Linked DNA regions of Columba livia: region 1 is linked to region 2. A link is a contact called in public Hi-C data. All regions are on one chromosome and are shown on one strand. Each heading gives the region's core, a stretch centred on a gene start, on an enhancer-like site or on the middle of the called end of the contact. The rest is flanking DNA. Distances are from core to core; before and after follow the strand shown. Region 1 holds the start of ACER1 (alkaline ceramidase 1). Region 2 overlaps MLLT1 (MLLT1 super elongation complex subunit).

Evidence for each region. Hi-C and Micro-C count contacts between places; a contact is called where the count stands out from the background.
Region 1: a contact with region 2 is called in a Hi-C map of crop, with 1.6 times the contacts expected there. The contact joins the promoter of ACER1 here to the enhancer-like site in region 2. A contact is called at or near these places in 2 of 2 Hi-C or Micro-C datasets (crop and liver).

The regions. Positions count from the first base shown.
Region 1 is chr27:2,132,612-2,139,993 of bColLiv1.pat.W.v2, forward strand. ACER1 (alkaline ceramidase 1) reads right to left here and starts at 6,006. Exons shown (of 7, transcript XM_005513914.3): 1 at 5,763-6,006; 2 at 3,732-3,835. The coding sequence starts at 3,824. LOC110355564 (a long non-coding RNA gene) reads left to right here. Exons shown (of 7, transcript XR_010468245.1): 7 at 210-2,197.
Region 2 is chr27:2,101,156-2,108,503 of bColLiv1.pat.W.v2, forward strand. MLLT1 (MLLT1 super elongation complex subunit) reads right to left here. Exons shown (of 12, transcript XM_065042247.1): 4 at 1-70. Among named protein-coding and RNA genes, the nearest start is that of MLLT1, 11 kb to the right of the region's middle. Within about 2 kb of position 1,681, at least 2 of the 3 cell types and tissues checked have an H3K27ac peak away from gene starts, as active enhancers do.

The sequences.
Region 1 (7,382 bases), core at 4,756-7,255, 36 kb after region 2:
AGCTCAGTAAAGGGGTCTATTGGAGAAGCTCAGCCTCCGCCGTGAAAAATCTTTCTTGCTCGTGAGAGGTTGTGATTGTGGCACCGTGTTTTACCTGCCAGACAGGGCTCTGGAAGAGCAGGGCAGAGCCATCAGTGAAAATGTCATTTGGCAAGTTACCAGGGTGACTTTTATCTCACCTTGACACTCCTTTTCTTTTCATCTTCCAGGTGAAGATGCTGCCACGGACCCCCAGCCTGGAATCTGACCCCACAGCCGGGGTCTCACCCCTCACGCACCAGGAAAACTGCAAGATTGACGCTTGGCTTGCGACAGCCCCTGGGATTTAACTTTATGGTAACAGGGCTGCAAATCACAGCGATGTTGTCATATATGTGAAACACACCCTCTCATATTCCAGAGGGAAACATAATTCATGCCTAATATAAAGTCTCTATGCCCTTTAATACCTGGAGATTAATCTTGCATTTCACTAAGGCTTTCATGGAACGAATTGATGCTCCAATTAACAGTAATTCTCAGGCCAAGTGTATTGGTTTTCTGTAGGTGCTTAGAGCCAAATCCAGGCCTGTTCCCGCTCCAGCTCTGAAAAGAGAAGCGCTGGTCCCACTTGCACACTTGAGGTCAAACTGTTCGGAAATGATCGAGAAACCAAACCCTGTGTTAAAGTAACAACTGCGTTGCGAACATTTCTTTTCCTGTGAAATGGTTAAAGAGGCTTTTGGAAGACAAGCAGGGATAGCACCAAGAAAGAGAACGCTTGCAGAAAAGGCAGCAGCATGCAAGTGCCAGCACGCACGTCGCGGTGAGGAAACGCGGGGCTCAGAGGTTGCTGAATCCCTGCTGCAGTGGGCATTGCAACAATGCCATTAATTACATGACAGCACTGTTATCGCTTCATTAATTCAGCATGAGATGTGCAAGATCAGATAGCAGAGGGGAGGGATGATCAGGGGAATTGTGCCAATAGAGTCAAAAAGATAAACTGACTCCTTGCAGGGCAACCAAACTCACAGCTTAGGGGAGAAATGCTACAAAACCGTGTCTGTGGGGGGCACTGGGTCGGATCTAAGCCCTGATTTGTGAGTGTCATCTTATCTCTTCCCTTTAGGATGGGGTAAGCTCCATCTCAAATGTGGTTAGGAGGGTTTTGTACCCAGTGCTCCTATTAAGAAGAGGGTTGTCACAGAAAGGGCTGCCGGGCATCGCAACAGGCTGCCCAGGGCAGCAGTGGAGTCACCATCTCTGGAGGGGTTTAAAAGGCATTTAGATGAGGTTCTCAGGGACATGGGGCAGTGCCAGAGTTACGTTATGGTTGAACTCGGTGATCCTGAGTGTCTCTTCCAACCGAAATCATTCTGTGATTCTAGGTTGCAGATATGGATCGGGGTGGGAGATGCTGGTTTACAGAGCTTGCGAGCACAGCAGCGCAGCAAGAGCAGCCAAGGCATGTGCTTGTCTCTACTCCAGACAGGCGCTTTTTGCAGTGAAAGGAGATTTGTGCAAGACTCGCTGGAGAGCATTCAGTCACTGAAAACCTTGTGAAGCAGCTTTAGCTGACAGAGGAGCCCACAGGGCCGAGGACAGGAGCAAACGCCTCCCAGGCTCTGCAGACCTGTAGAGCAAGTTCCGAACAGCCCGACTTGCGCGGAAGAGGACGAGGCTGCGTGTCCCGACACCGCGATGTCACGCCAGGGCTTTGGGGCAGGAAACAGCTGTTTGTCTGGTGTTCGCAGAGTTCTGCGCGAGGAGCTGCCGGGCTCCTGCATGGGATTTCTGGGCAGGCAAGAGCGATGCCGAGACCGACACGCTCTGAGAGTGTTTCCCTGGGCTTATCTAGGTAACTTGCACCTGCAGTTGAGCATTTGTGCTGTCAGAGCTCCTGCTGCTTTGCCAGAGAGGCTGCTGAGGATTCAGGTGTTGTTACCAGCATCCTGGATCAGTCATTTCAGGAAAGAAATGAGAGGAGAAAGAAGCTCCTGGCTGATGGCCCTCGTGTAGCACAACACTGTTCTCCTACGAGCAGCCAGAAGACAATACATTTCTGGGTCACTGAGTCACTATAAATAGTCAGCGCTTAGTTGCTAAACCGCAACCAATCACTAGCCACCGTGTATTATTAGGTACTTAAAAATGCTGTTTACATTCTTCACTCATACCCTTGGTGCTTATTCCTAATAAAAAGCATCCAACCCAAGCAGACCTGAGAGAGAGCGTGGCTGGCATGGAGCAAATCTCAGCAGCACAAAACTGCCCTGCTCAAGCCCCCGGCAGCGCTGGCAAGAAGGCGTTGAAGAGGATGCTCCATTGGGAAGCCCTGCTGATTTAGTGGTGCAGGAGCCTTGGGTAAGGAGCTGGCTGGATCCCCAGCTAGTCCAAAACTCTGGCAAATCGACGCTGAAGTCAATATTGATATAATTATTTCAAGGCGAGTTTATCTCCTAGAATGAATTCTGATTTAAAGCACCACTTTCAGACTTGTGTGGAAATCAGCCCCTCTCCAGTGCTGCCAGTGACGCTCCAAAACACCAGAGCTCCATTTGAAATGCTGATGTGAGTCAGAGTGGTTTGTGCAGCTCCTTGCTGGTTCTGCAGCTCAGAGCTCACCTGTAAACAGGCAACAGCACAACACATCCAGCAGGTGCCAGAGGGAAGCGCGATTTGCTCTGGACTGGCAGATCTTCATTTAATTGTCTCAAAAAAAGAAGTGACTATACACAGCCTGAACTTCCCTCCTCTGGGCAATTAGAGCTGCGGGACTCAGGTGAGGGGAATTATCGTTATTATAGGCAATTTATTAAATGCAGGAAATGCTTTAAAATAAAGAGGAAGAGGCATTTCCATGAGAACAAGAACTGCTAGTGTTCAACAGTAATTGCTAAAAGTTGTAAACAAGACCTTTGGAAGGTTGTAAAGCCTCACACCCCTGCCAGCCTGTAATTGCACCGAGGTGGAAGGACGTCCTTGCAACGACTGGTTACCCTGTTTCCCTGAAAATAAGCCCTCAGGATTTTTGAGGATGCTTGAAATATAAGACCTACTACAAAAATAAGCCCGACTTACAGTTCATTTAAAAAGTCAATTTAAATAGTGTTTGGGCAGCTATACATGTAAAAAAAGTAATTGATTTTTGGAGCGAAAATTGTAGAAGACCCTGTCTTATTTTTGGGGAAGCAGCGTAGGTACTGAGTGAGTCCCCCACAGACAGATATGGGGCTGCGTTCACGGGCCTGGCACGGGATGGATCGCACAGGATCACAGGAGGTGAAACTTTCCTCTGCCTTGAGTTCCGGATTCCCAGCCTGCCCGCCACGGTTCATGCAAGCGCTGCCTCTCGCTTTGCCGCTCCTGTACGTTCAGCTGGAATACATGAGCCCTGTGCGAGACTTACCCCAGTTGGCAGGAGAGCGGCAGGACTGGTAGAACAGGATCGCGCGAATCTGGGCTAAGGATCACTGCCAGGGCTTTCTCGCTGGGAACTCAGCCCCACATGTGCCACAGGGACCCCTGACCCCAGCTAGTTTTATGAGCCTGTTATAAGCAATAAAATTCTCATGGTGTACCTGAAGCTCAGAAAAAGTTCCCCGCACCAGCGCCCGCCAACGCCAGGCAGCTTAAAGGAGCAAGCAGGAGGAGGGAAAACAAGGTTGTTGCGTTGCGTCTCGTCTCCCCAAAGTGGCTCGAGGAGCCCTTTCTGCCCCCGCCTGCCCTCGGCATGTGCCCACACTCACAGTGTTATAGTACTCGGCAATGATCGCCGAGTGCTCAAAGTTGCCTTCGCACCAGTCGACTTCGGCGCTCTGGTAGGAAAATATGTTCGGCATCGTTGGGCCACCTTTGCAAAAGCGAGAGGAGCGGGTTAGTTTTGCAAAAGGGAAGGGAAAGGGGAGACTTGCGCTCTGCCTGCCCCTTGCACACACACGTTGCACCTCCAGCACAGCATCCTTACCCTGCTACGAGAGTCTCATCCTCTTCCCTGTATATATCATATTGCAGAATATTCCTTTCTGTCTCCCCAAATCACCCTAGGAAATGTTCTTGAACTCAAGCCCGGGAATAGTCACCACAGCCCCATCCTCGGTATTAACGTCTCTGATCAGGGATCGTTGCTGCCATACGGTGCGTCCCCATTCCAGCCCCGTCCTTGTCACCCTGTCTTCTCCCTTCTCTTCACTTTATGACTCAGATCTTTCTGCCAAGAAGACTTCCCTGTACTGTGTAGGCTGTGAACTACCTTTTGGGAGTGGACAACTCTGCCGGGTTTATTGCTCATTGGCTCGGTTCTCCTTAGTCCTTTCTCAGCATCTTCCTGAGGGCTGGAGCTGGGCTTATGCAAGCTCAGCCTGGAGCCCAGCACAGAGCCTGGCTATTACCCGAGTCCTGGGGCACAGGGCAGGGGCGCTGGGAGGTGGTGGTGATTGCACGTTGCGTGTGCTCCCGTGCGAGCTCCGTCCTGCTCTCTAGTGAAAGGCACCGAGTGGACTCTCCACTGTCAGGTCCCCCTGTTTACAGGTAGGATTCTAGACAAAAATCTAATCTAATCTAATCTAATCTCATTCAAAAAAATAAAACTTCTGATCAGATTTCCTATTTGACATATTTTGTTAGAGGTCCTTGAGACTCTGGAGCTATTTCAGAAGCTGATGGATGGATGTCCACCTTAGGGGTGTTTGGAAGCACTGTTCAAACCCTGGCGGCTGCGTGTTTGGTGCACAAGAGACACAGAAATTCCCCAGAGCTGAGCAGTTACACCCCTGGATGCTTCTCTAGCTCTGCAGAATGAGCAGGTACTGGGGTGACACCGGACACTTCAGCAGCATCTCTGAGCTCCCAAAGCACTGATAGAAGACAGAGCTTTGAGAATCATTTCAGCTTTGAGTCTCGTGCAGGGAAAGGAAGTTTATCTTAAAACCACTCATCAATTTATCTTGTGCATGTGGAGAAACAGTCAAGTCCCTGTTTACACTGGTCTCAGCTGAGCAACCGCATCGAGTTCAGTGGTTACTGGAGGTGTGCAGTGATGTGAAGCCACCACAGCTTCCACTGCTTCTCTTCCCAAGAAGAAGTTCAAAGGGAGAAAACACAGGAGCGTAGCACTAATACCAACAAGCTCTTCTACAATTTTCTCCAACCAGATAAACTCACTTGTGGATAAACCTCCACCGTTCTTTTACAATGGCAGGTTAATGATGCCCTCCCTTTAATCCAGGCTGGCTGGTTCCCCAAAGCAGATGAGATCACAGCTACAGAAGCAAACCAAAAGAGATGGGCAGACAGATTGGTTTGGGATCTGCTCTTTGTGATCTTGGGCTTCCATGTGCCCATTCACTCCGCAGTGATTCTCTACCGATCCCCGCTGCTCTGCATTGCACTTTCACAGCAACGCAAGTGGTTGTGTAGGGTAAAAAAAGAATCGTGCCCGAGAGAGACTCATAGAATAATTTTAGTTGGAAAAGACCTTTAAGATCATTGAGTCCAACTGTTAACCCAACTCTTGCACTAACCCGTGTCCCTAAGAACCTTGTCTAAATGCCTTTTAAACCCCTCCAGGGGTGGCAACTCCACCGCTGCCCTGTGCAGCCGGTTCCAATGCCTGACAACTCTTTCTGTAGGTGATAAATCCCATCTCCTGGCTGAACAGACATCAGCCAAGGTGTGGCGAAGGGATGGAGGAAACACGAGACAGAAGAAGAAAAAGGGATCCGAAAAACCGAAGCCGCAACCAGAGTGCTCTCCTCCCATTCCATCCCAGCCTGGCTTACCTGGGTTTCCTTGAGCCGGACCAGCAGGGCTTGAGGCGTCGGGAGCTCCAAGGTTTCTAGCAAAGCCGGAGCGGTAACCTGCCCGGCTGCTCTAGCTCTGCAGGAGTGCCCACGGTGTGAGCTCACCTGGAGCAGCCGCCAGGAGCAACCCTGGCTCCGTCTCTAGGGAAAGCGTTGGGATGAGCCCAGAGCCATGCACACCCCCCGGGCAAACCTCCCCGGCCCCCCAAGGAAACATCTTGGCTGGAGGGTTTATATGTGTGCACCCAAATGGGCAGGGGCAGGGAGGGAGGGCAGAGGAGCGTGAGCTGGAAAGGTTGGAATTGCGGGTGGAAATGCCGTCTGAAATCATCCGTGGTGCCCCAAGGCGGGTTCCCTGCGCAGGCGCACACACCCCAATCCTAACCCTGTTTTTCCCAGGGCAGGGACTGATCCATACAACCTCCCTTGCAGAGCTGGTTAAAGAACCCAATATGACTGCTTTTACCAAAAATCACGCAGCAAGCTGATGCTGCCTTGTTTTCAGGGGTTAAACTCGAGCCGCTTCTCAACTTTTCCCCAACTACTGTTTTATTATAAAAAATAATTTCATTATCAAATCACACTTCTTCTAGCTAGTTTACTTCATTATTTAGTTAAAGAATTGGCTGAATAGGACACTTCAGGGTGGCAATTTTGCAAATGGGAGCATACCTAGGAGACCTGAGCCCTTCCTGAAGACACCAGGGCTTACAAAAGCTTCCCAAATCCACACATATTTTGAAATAAAAGGGTAATTAACCACTGAAGCAGCTTTTATTACAACACGGTGGAGCCTCCGTTACATGCAACTAAGTCAGGGCTGGATTTCTTTCTGGGACAGATGATGCAACTTGAAGCAGAAGATCAGAAGCGATCCCCGGAGATGGCTGCACTGGGGTGTCTGTATTGAGGAAATCTGGGGTGAATTTGCTTCTCATTCACTTATAACTCCTGAATTCACGTGCTGAAAGGAGGTACCCAGTTCCCCAGGGGAATCTCAGTGAGAAGCAAGTAGTGACTTGTCCACCCCAGCACGAAGGTGACGTGCAGTGTCAGCGAGGAAGGTGGCAGAGGTAGATTTGAAGATAAGATGGATCACTGCCCAGACACAATGCCTGGTGTGTATGAACATCTTTGAAAAGAATGATTTTTCCCACCTCAAAACCTCTGGCATCCTCAACATGAACAAAGCATCCAAGCATCACTGTTATATCCTGTGCCACACAGCAAATAAATAACTGGAGAGGATGTCATGAATCCGCATCTTCCCTGATTCATCAGTTAGCAGCATTCAGGTCATAAAGAGGTGCTGATTGCTGGGTGAGTCCTGCTTCCCAGCTCCTCCTAATGGTACATCCTCCTGCCTGGAGTCACAGGGCCTGGGATGCTGAGGATGCTGAGGATGCTGAGGATGCTGATGTGGGAGCGGGCTGGGGAGGTGCAGGTACCCAGGGAGCAGAGGGGCGAAGCTTTCTCATGGAAGAGTTGCGGAGACATTCCCCTAATCCTCCTCCCCACCTCTCTCCTAGCAGGTGACACCTTGTCTCACTCCGATGTGTCACTTCCGCACCAGGAAAACCTCACAGATGAGGTTTACTC
Region 2 (7,348 bases), core at 431-2,930:
GGTTCACGGGGGGGTTTCCCTCCAGGTTTAAGAACAGGTCGTAGGTGAAACAAACCCTTTTCGGCTCCTCCTGAAAACAAGAAAGGCTTTGCAAAAAACAGCACAAGTTTGGCGAGTGCATTAAGGCGGAGGATTCAAATGGTCACTCCTGAAAACCCCAAATGAAGTGCCAAGTAAGTGCTGCGTTCAGTTTTTCCTCACGGTATCAGAGAGCTAGAAAATAAACTATTTGGGCCTAGTGTTAACATATTGTTGATCAGAAACTCAGGCATGGCTTCTCACTGCAAAACCAACACACGGACAAGGATACTGGCTGGAAATTGTCACTTGAAAGCTGTTCAAGTATCCCAGGAAAGCGGATTCAGAAGCTTTAACCACGATTCTGTCTTTCACTCAATTCAGATCCTATCTCCTTTGGGAAGCTATTCCACTATACGTATCAATATTAAGCAAAGCATAATCCTTTATTTAGAGAATGAACAACTTCTGAATTCACAGCATCTCCGCAGACGCTGAGAAAAGATCAAATGCGGCGGTAAAAGGCTGACTCGCCTGGTAAAATCCTTTTCAATATGCACATTGCAGAGGCTGAATGGGAAGAGACCGCGGGCTTTTGAACCTTCCAAGGGCACTTTTGGAACGCGGAGTTTGCATGCACGGTGGGATCAGCTGCGCCTCGCTGGTTCCGTTCCACCTGCCGCAGCACAGCGGACGCTCTGCATCTGCAAAAACTACTGCAAAAAGCCCTTTTCTCCCCCAAAACTGCAAATATCACACGCTACTTGTGTATTACGAATATTGATGGTGACACTGCTGGGTATTATCTCATATTATGCGTTTCAAGGTCCACCCAGCGGCTCCATCTCCTGGTGCCGTTGCATTGTTGGGTGGAACAGATGCTGCAGTCTCCCAGCCCAAGCCCTTAGGTTTGTTGAAAACAGGCTCCAGACTACACAGATTCCTGCTGTTTGCTGGACGCGAACGTCACTAAAGAAGCCGTTTCTTGTACAAATTATACCTTTAATAACAAAAAGTGTGGTAACCGCACCTGGTTTATATCAAAATCAGTAGCCTAAGCCCCCCCCAGGAGTCAAAACAGGGGAAGGCAACATCTACGCAGACACATAGAAGCAAGAACATGCGACCAGGATCAGGGTCTTCAGACCCTATTTTGGAAACTCCTGAAGAATCCACGCGCGCTTGAAAGGTTTACACGGCTGCTAAAACAGATCAAAGGCAAGAAGTAGAAAAATACTCGCAAAATACACCACACAGTCATTTTCGTCTCTTGCTACGACCATTCTCATTAAGTGAATCATTAGCGTGTGTGTGCTGACGCTGGGGCTCCAACAGCAGCTGGAGAGGGGCCCTCAAAGTCTAATAAACTTAAATGAAGGGCGAACAGAAATCCAAATGGAGCTAAGGATGGTTTCTAAAATGCTTTTCCTAGTTTGCAACGTAGAAGAAATTGATCTTGGATATATTAGCAAAAGCAGGTTTTATTCATGTTATCACAACTCTGCTTTGTCATCCGCCTGTTTGCTTTCAGAGAAGGACTAATTCCCCTTTTATCTTACATATCTCATTTTTTATATATAGAGAAGCTCCCAAATATTTACTGTAGGTCTGCTGACGAGAGCATCCGCTTTTTGCAAAGTTAAAACCATTTTTCAATGTGATTTTTCTCCAGCTCCGAGATCCCGACGGCGCTGGGAGCCGAGCCCGCCGTCATTACAATATCCTTTGTATCGCCTCAGGCCGTCTGAAGCCCCCACCCCAGTGAATAGTTAAGATTACAGCGCTCCTAAAAGCACCAGTACAAAAGTCTCAAAGCAAAAAAGCTGCAAATAAACATTCTTTCCTTTACTGCCTTCCCTGACAGCTAATGATTACAGCTCAACACCCGCAAAGCTTAACCCATCCGGTCCTCCCCAAAGGTTCTGCCCTCAAAACGACCATTAAGAGGGGAGGGGAAAAAAGGGGGGTGAGAGGAGGAGGAAAATCTGGACGTCTGCATCCTCAAGTTTCAATGGAAAGCCACACTGAATCCACACTTCAAAGCCTTTTAAATAATGTGTTGGGATCTATGAGCTGCAACACAGGGTTGGTACTTCCTCAGCCTACAAGCTTAAGTCCAGGCTTGAGTAGCAACTATCAGTGTAAGGCAAGCTTTACTCTTGTGTGAATCCATCTTCTGATACTCAGCCCTTGATTCCAACAAATAACACTGAAAAGGGGAGCGAGTTTTGGTGGATATTTTGTCCCCGAGAACATCCAAGAAAGGCTTTAGAAAGCACAGATCACACCCATTTCTAACCAGTAGATACTGCGGTTATCCAGATTAAAATGTGGTGGTCAACTTGGCCATGAAACGGTTAAGTTGGTCTGGGATCTCCCAGCAAGAAGCTCAGTTTCTATCTGCCCCTTCAATCTCACAATGCCCAAGAAGGAAACTGGAAGTGCACCACAAAGCTACGGCCAAGCTTTTCTGTCCCTCCATCCAGTAAACCCCCCTATTCCACCCCCAATCTCCAAAGCTCAGAACGTTACACTTTTATTGTTAGTGTTTTCAGCTTCCTGTCTGCCACTGCATTGTTAAACACACTGAAACTGCTTCATTTTCCTTCTGAGTTTTGAAGTAACGGGTTAAAGTTCTTTTTGTAACAGGAGGAATTTTTCAAAGTCTTTGTTAAAATTTCCTTGTCCTGTTTTTTAAGGCAGGGTGTGCCCGTTTCCACTTAAACACCAATCAGAATTTCACTGGTAGCGTGCGCATGAAGCTCATAAATCACTTTTAGAAAGCCATAAACCAAAATTCTCCACAAAACGGGAGCACACTGAGGAAGCTCACGGTTATTCAGTAACTCCAACATCCAGCCCGACAGAGTCATTTATCCATAACGTCCAGAGAAATGAAACCCCCTTCTTCCAGCTCGTCCAACCCGTCTGACTGGTGTTCCACCCGCTCCCACACAGGACATTTCAAAGGGAATAGCCCAATATTCGTTTCTTTTTAAAGCAAGTAGCCTTATGGTACACTCTGCTAACAAGTCCATGAAATACTCTCATCTTATATTCCACATGGGTAAGCGAAGTAACCAAACAGCATTTTGGAACTCTCCCCCGTCTGAACGCTATTACCTTGTTTGAAAATGAGGGAAATATGCTCAATGCTCAAACACAAGTGTTTAAGAATCTAGTAGCTGTGACAAATACATGATATGATGCTGGTATGGTCGGTAAAGCTGCTGCGTTCGACGCCTCCTTGCCAGGCACTGCGGTTTGTCCAGCGTATGGAGGTGGCCGTGAACACACCATGCTGGTCGGCTACTGAAATAACACAACCGGGTGGTTCGGACACTAAAAAAGCCTGTTCAGATAATTGATAAGATGTATTAAGTTATAACAGAAAAAGTAAAATATATATATATATATATATATATATATATATTAACCACTTGTCAGCAACACAAAAGAAAGTGCTACAGATTTGGTAAGATAACACAAAACAGGCATAAAAAATGGGAGTGACAAACGCTTCCACTTAAAGGCTCGACGAAATGACAAGTTTTACTCCTCCTTTCAGCAAAACTAAATAAATACCAACAGGTTAAATCTTCCCCTCCTTTCCCCAAACCTACGCAGGTGTTGCCCCAATAACACAGCGATGTGTGCAGTAAAAGCCAGTGTCTCATGCAAACACGGGCTCTCGAGGAGCATTGCACAAGCCGAAGCCTTTGCTGCGGCCCAATCCTGCCACCAATTCACCTCCCGTTCCACCCGTCCTGCCATCGGCGCAACCCGCCTACAACGTCTGCACTGAGCACCTACTTCAAAACAAGTAATTTTTCCTTTCTCCAGTGTTTTCCTCTGTATTTGATGTACCACACCTATAAATATTACAGAATAAAAACTGCACGTTTTGATTTTGAACCTAACTGGAAAAAAAAAAATCAAACAGATTTTTCCGCTTTCTTCCCTTATCACCTCCAGAAAAAGCCCACGTTACATGTATCCATTATGTAAATACTGGAAGCCTTTTATCTCTAGCACTGAAATCAGGTGGTAGCATCTTTAAAGAGACTTTAATACAACATCCTATCCATGTCGCATTAATATAATCTGCCTCACATCGGAATAGCATGGAAGGATACGAGACCTTTAGCTCTGCTGGGGGAAAGGGGGGTTGATCTAATTTTATTAGGATGCAAAAAATGTAACAGGAGATGAATACCAAAGTCACACTCGCATTACAGCCTCCAGATAACAATGAACGCCACTACAAGAGATGTATTTGGAGACAACAATGAGGCCACGAGAAAAGCTTCAAGATGGTTGAAATTGAGTGAAGGAGAGGGAAGAGCAGTAAAAAAACCAGCTGACCAGTTTGTATTGATTCGAGCACCAGAAGCCACCAACAGCAGCCCTCATTACAGGAAGGAACACAAAGAGTTTAAACACAAAAATAGCACACTAACGTTTTCAGTCCAACAATCCCAAATGATTCGCTATCATGAGACAACCGTGCTTTCCCAAAGCTTCACGGTTCACCCCGCTGAGCCCCTGCCGCTCGTTTTTCGGGTTCAGTTCCAGAGGAAAAGGCTCTGGGGGGTTGTTGGTCCCGTCCGAGCCTGCGGATCCTGCACCCTGTATAGAACACGGCATCTCGGATACACAAACCTCCCGGTTCACAGCAACGGGCAAAATATAGACCCTGTAATTCAAACAACAGGACTGAGAAAGCACTTGCTTATCGAGGAGCTGAATTACAGCACAGGAAGGACAAACACAAGCCAACGAGGCATGACTGTGTCTGTAGAGGATAAAACCAGGCTCCTGCACCTTTTGAATTCTTTTTGAATATTCTGACACTTCCCTGTGTGACAAAAATGCACCAAAAGCTTCAGCGGGGCCACGAGCACTGACTGTCCTGCTGCAAACAAACAAAACACTCCAATGCAAAGAGGTAAGGGGCGGTTTTATGCAAAGTTGCCTAAAAAATAATCCCTGATTGAGCTCATTAAAAATATTCTTAAGCCATTCTTAGTCTTCCTTAGCAGTGAGCAGGTCCACATTTCTGCAGCCAAAGCAAAGAGTACACTGGCTCCAATAACCACGATTTATCAGCCTAGTAACAAATGAGAACAGGGAAAGGAAACTGCTAAGAAAGGAGCTTAAACCGTGGAAAAAAATGCAGCCAACCATGGCAGAGCTCAGCCCGTGCAGAGCAGTTCCCTCCCTCTTTAAACGCTCTCTCTTCTCACCTTTACAAAGCTAAACATGCATTGATAAACAAATCCCAAAGCCTTTGCCACTTGTTTCAACTGAGACGGCACAGATCAGCAAAAACCTGCTAGAATGGGGGAGCACATCACACAATCCCAGAATGTGAGGGGTTGGAAGGGACCTGGAAAGCTCATCCAGTGCAATCCCCCCATGGAGCAGGAACACCCAGATGAGGTTACACAGGAAGGTGTCCAGGCGGGTTGGAATGTCTGCACAGAAGGAGACTCCACAACCCCCTGGGCAGCCTGGGCCAGGCTCTGCCACCCTCACCCCAAACAAGTTTCTTCTCATATTCAAGTGGAACCTCCTGTGTTCCAGTTTGCACCCATTGCCCCTTGTATCACTGGTTGTCACCCAGAAGAGCCTGGCTCCATCCTCCTGACACTCCCCCTTTCCATGTTGATCCCCAGGAATGAGCCACCCCTCAGTGTCCTCTTGTCCAGCTCCAGAGCCCCAGCTCCCTCAGCCTTTCCTCACACGGGAGATGCTCCACTCCCTCCAGCATCTTGGTGGCTGCGCTGGACTCTCTGCAGCAGTTCCCTGTCCTGCTGGAACTGAGGGGCCACAACTGGACACAATATTCCAGGTGTGGTCTCCCCAGGGCAGAGCAGAGGGGCAGGAGAACCTCTCTGACCTACTGACCACCCCCTTCTAACCCACCCCAGGTACCATTGGCTTCCTGGCCACAAGAGCCCAGTGCTGGCTCATGGTCACCCTGCTGTCCCCAGGACCCCCAGGTCCCTTTCCCCTACACTGCTCTCTAATAGGTCATTCCCCAACTTACACTGGAACCTGGGGTTGTTCTGCCCAGATTCAAGACTCTACACTTGCCCTTGTTCTATTTCATTACATTTTTCCCTGCCCAGCTCTCCAGCCTGTCCAGGTCTCTGATGGCAGCACAGCTTCCAGTGTCACCACTCCTCCCAGCTTGGTGTCACCAGCAAACTTGTGACAGTCACTCTATTCCCTCATCCAAATCATTGATGAATATATTGAATAATACCGGCCCCAGTACTGACACCTGAGGCTCTGCACTGGATACAGGCCTCCAACTGGACTCAGCTAAACTAAGGGAGTGCGGTCTGGATGATCGGGTAGTGAGGTGGACTGTGAACTCACTGAAGAAACCAGAGAGTTGTGGTCAATGGGGCGGAGCTTTCAAGTTCCATTCCAATCCCTGACATTCTGTGATTCTGTGAAATTAAGTGCTACTTCCATTGTTTCCACTAAGAACAGAGACCACCTATTTCCCTTATTTATAAAAGCCATCCCACCCTTAATGCTGGAAAGAATAACCGCGCAGTCACGTGTGTACAGAAACAATGAGAAGTGATGACCCCAGTGGGTGTGAAACCAAGTTAGATTCAGAAATCTGCCAGTTCCATGTTCTTATACGAATAAGGGACAAAGAGAAACAAAGCACATGAACGCAGATGTCACTGCAAACAAGTGCACCCACCAAAAAAATACTGGAGAAGAAAAATAAAAAGGTAGAAACAAAACACAGTTCACCCATCACAGTCATCAGAAATTGCCCTTCCAAGAAATCAGCATTGGACACGTTCACATTTTTTGGTCAGGAACGTAAAGGTCGATTTTGAACCTGAATTAAGTCGACGTGCAGCACAAAGAGTTTCCTGATTTCCATCCAAAACCTCAGCAAAGCCACCAGATGTCAAACTACTTTTAAGCTTTTGAGGTTTTGAGTTTCTTTTGCATTCAGCTCGTAGTTTTCAGCATTTGCCAAAAAAGCTGCTTCTATCAACAACTTTCATCCCTGGGACCCTAACTGCCATTTCTCTTCACAAAAAACAGTTGTGGGCAAAACACTCCCAGGTTGGCCAGACGAGCGCCCTTGCGGTTCAGTGGCATCACTGGCTGGTTACACTCATCAAGTGGGGTCAGAGCAATGTGGACGGCCATAAAAAACCAAACTAAAACGTTAATTATTCACAAAATGACAGCGCCATACTGTGCTAGACTGGACGAGGAGGAAACTATAGATATATATGGGGGAGGTACCGTGGAAAGGATGCTGGGAATTTAAAGAGAATTTGGTTGT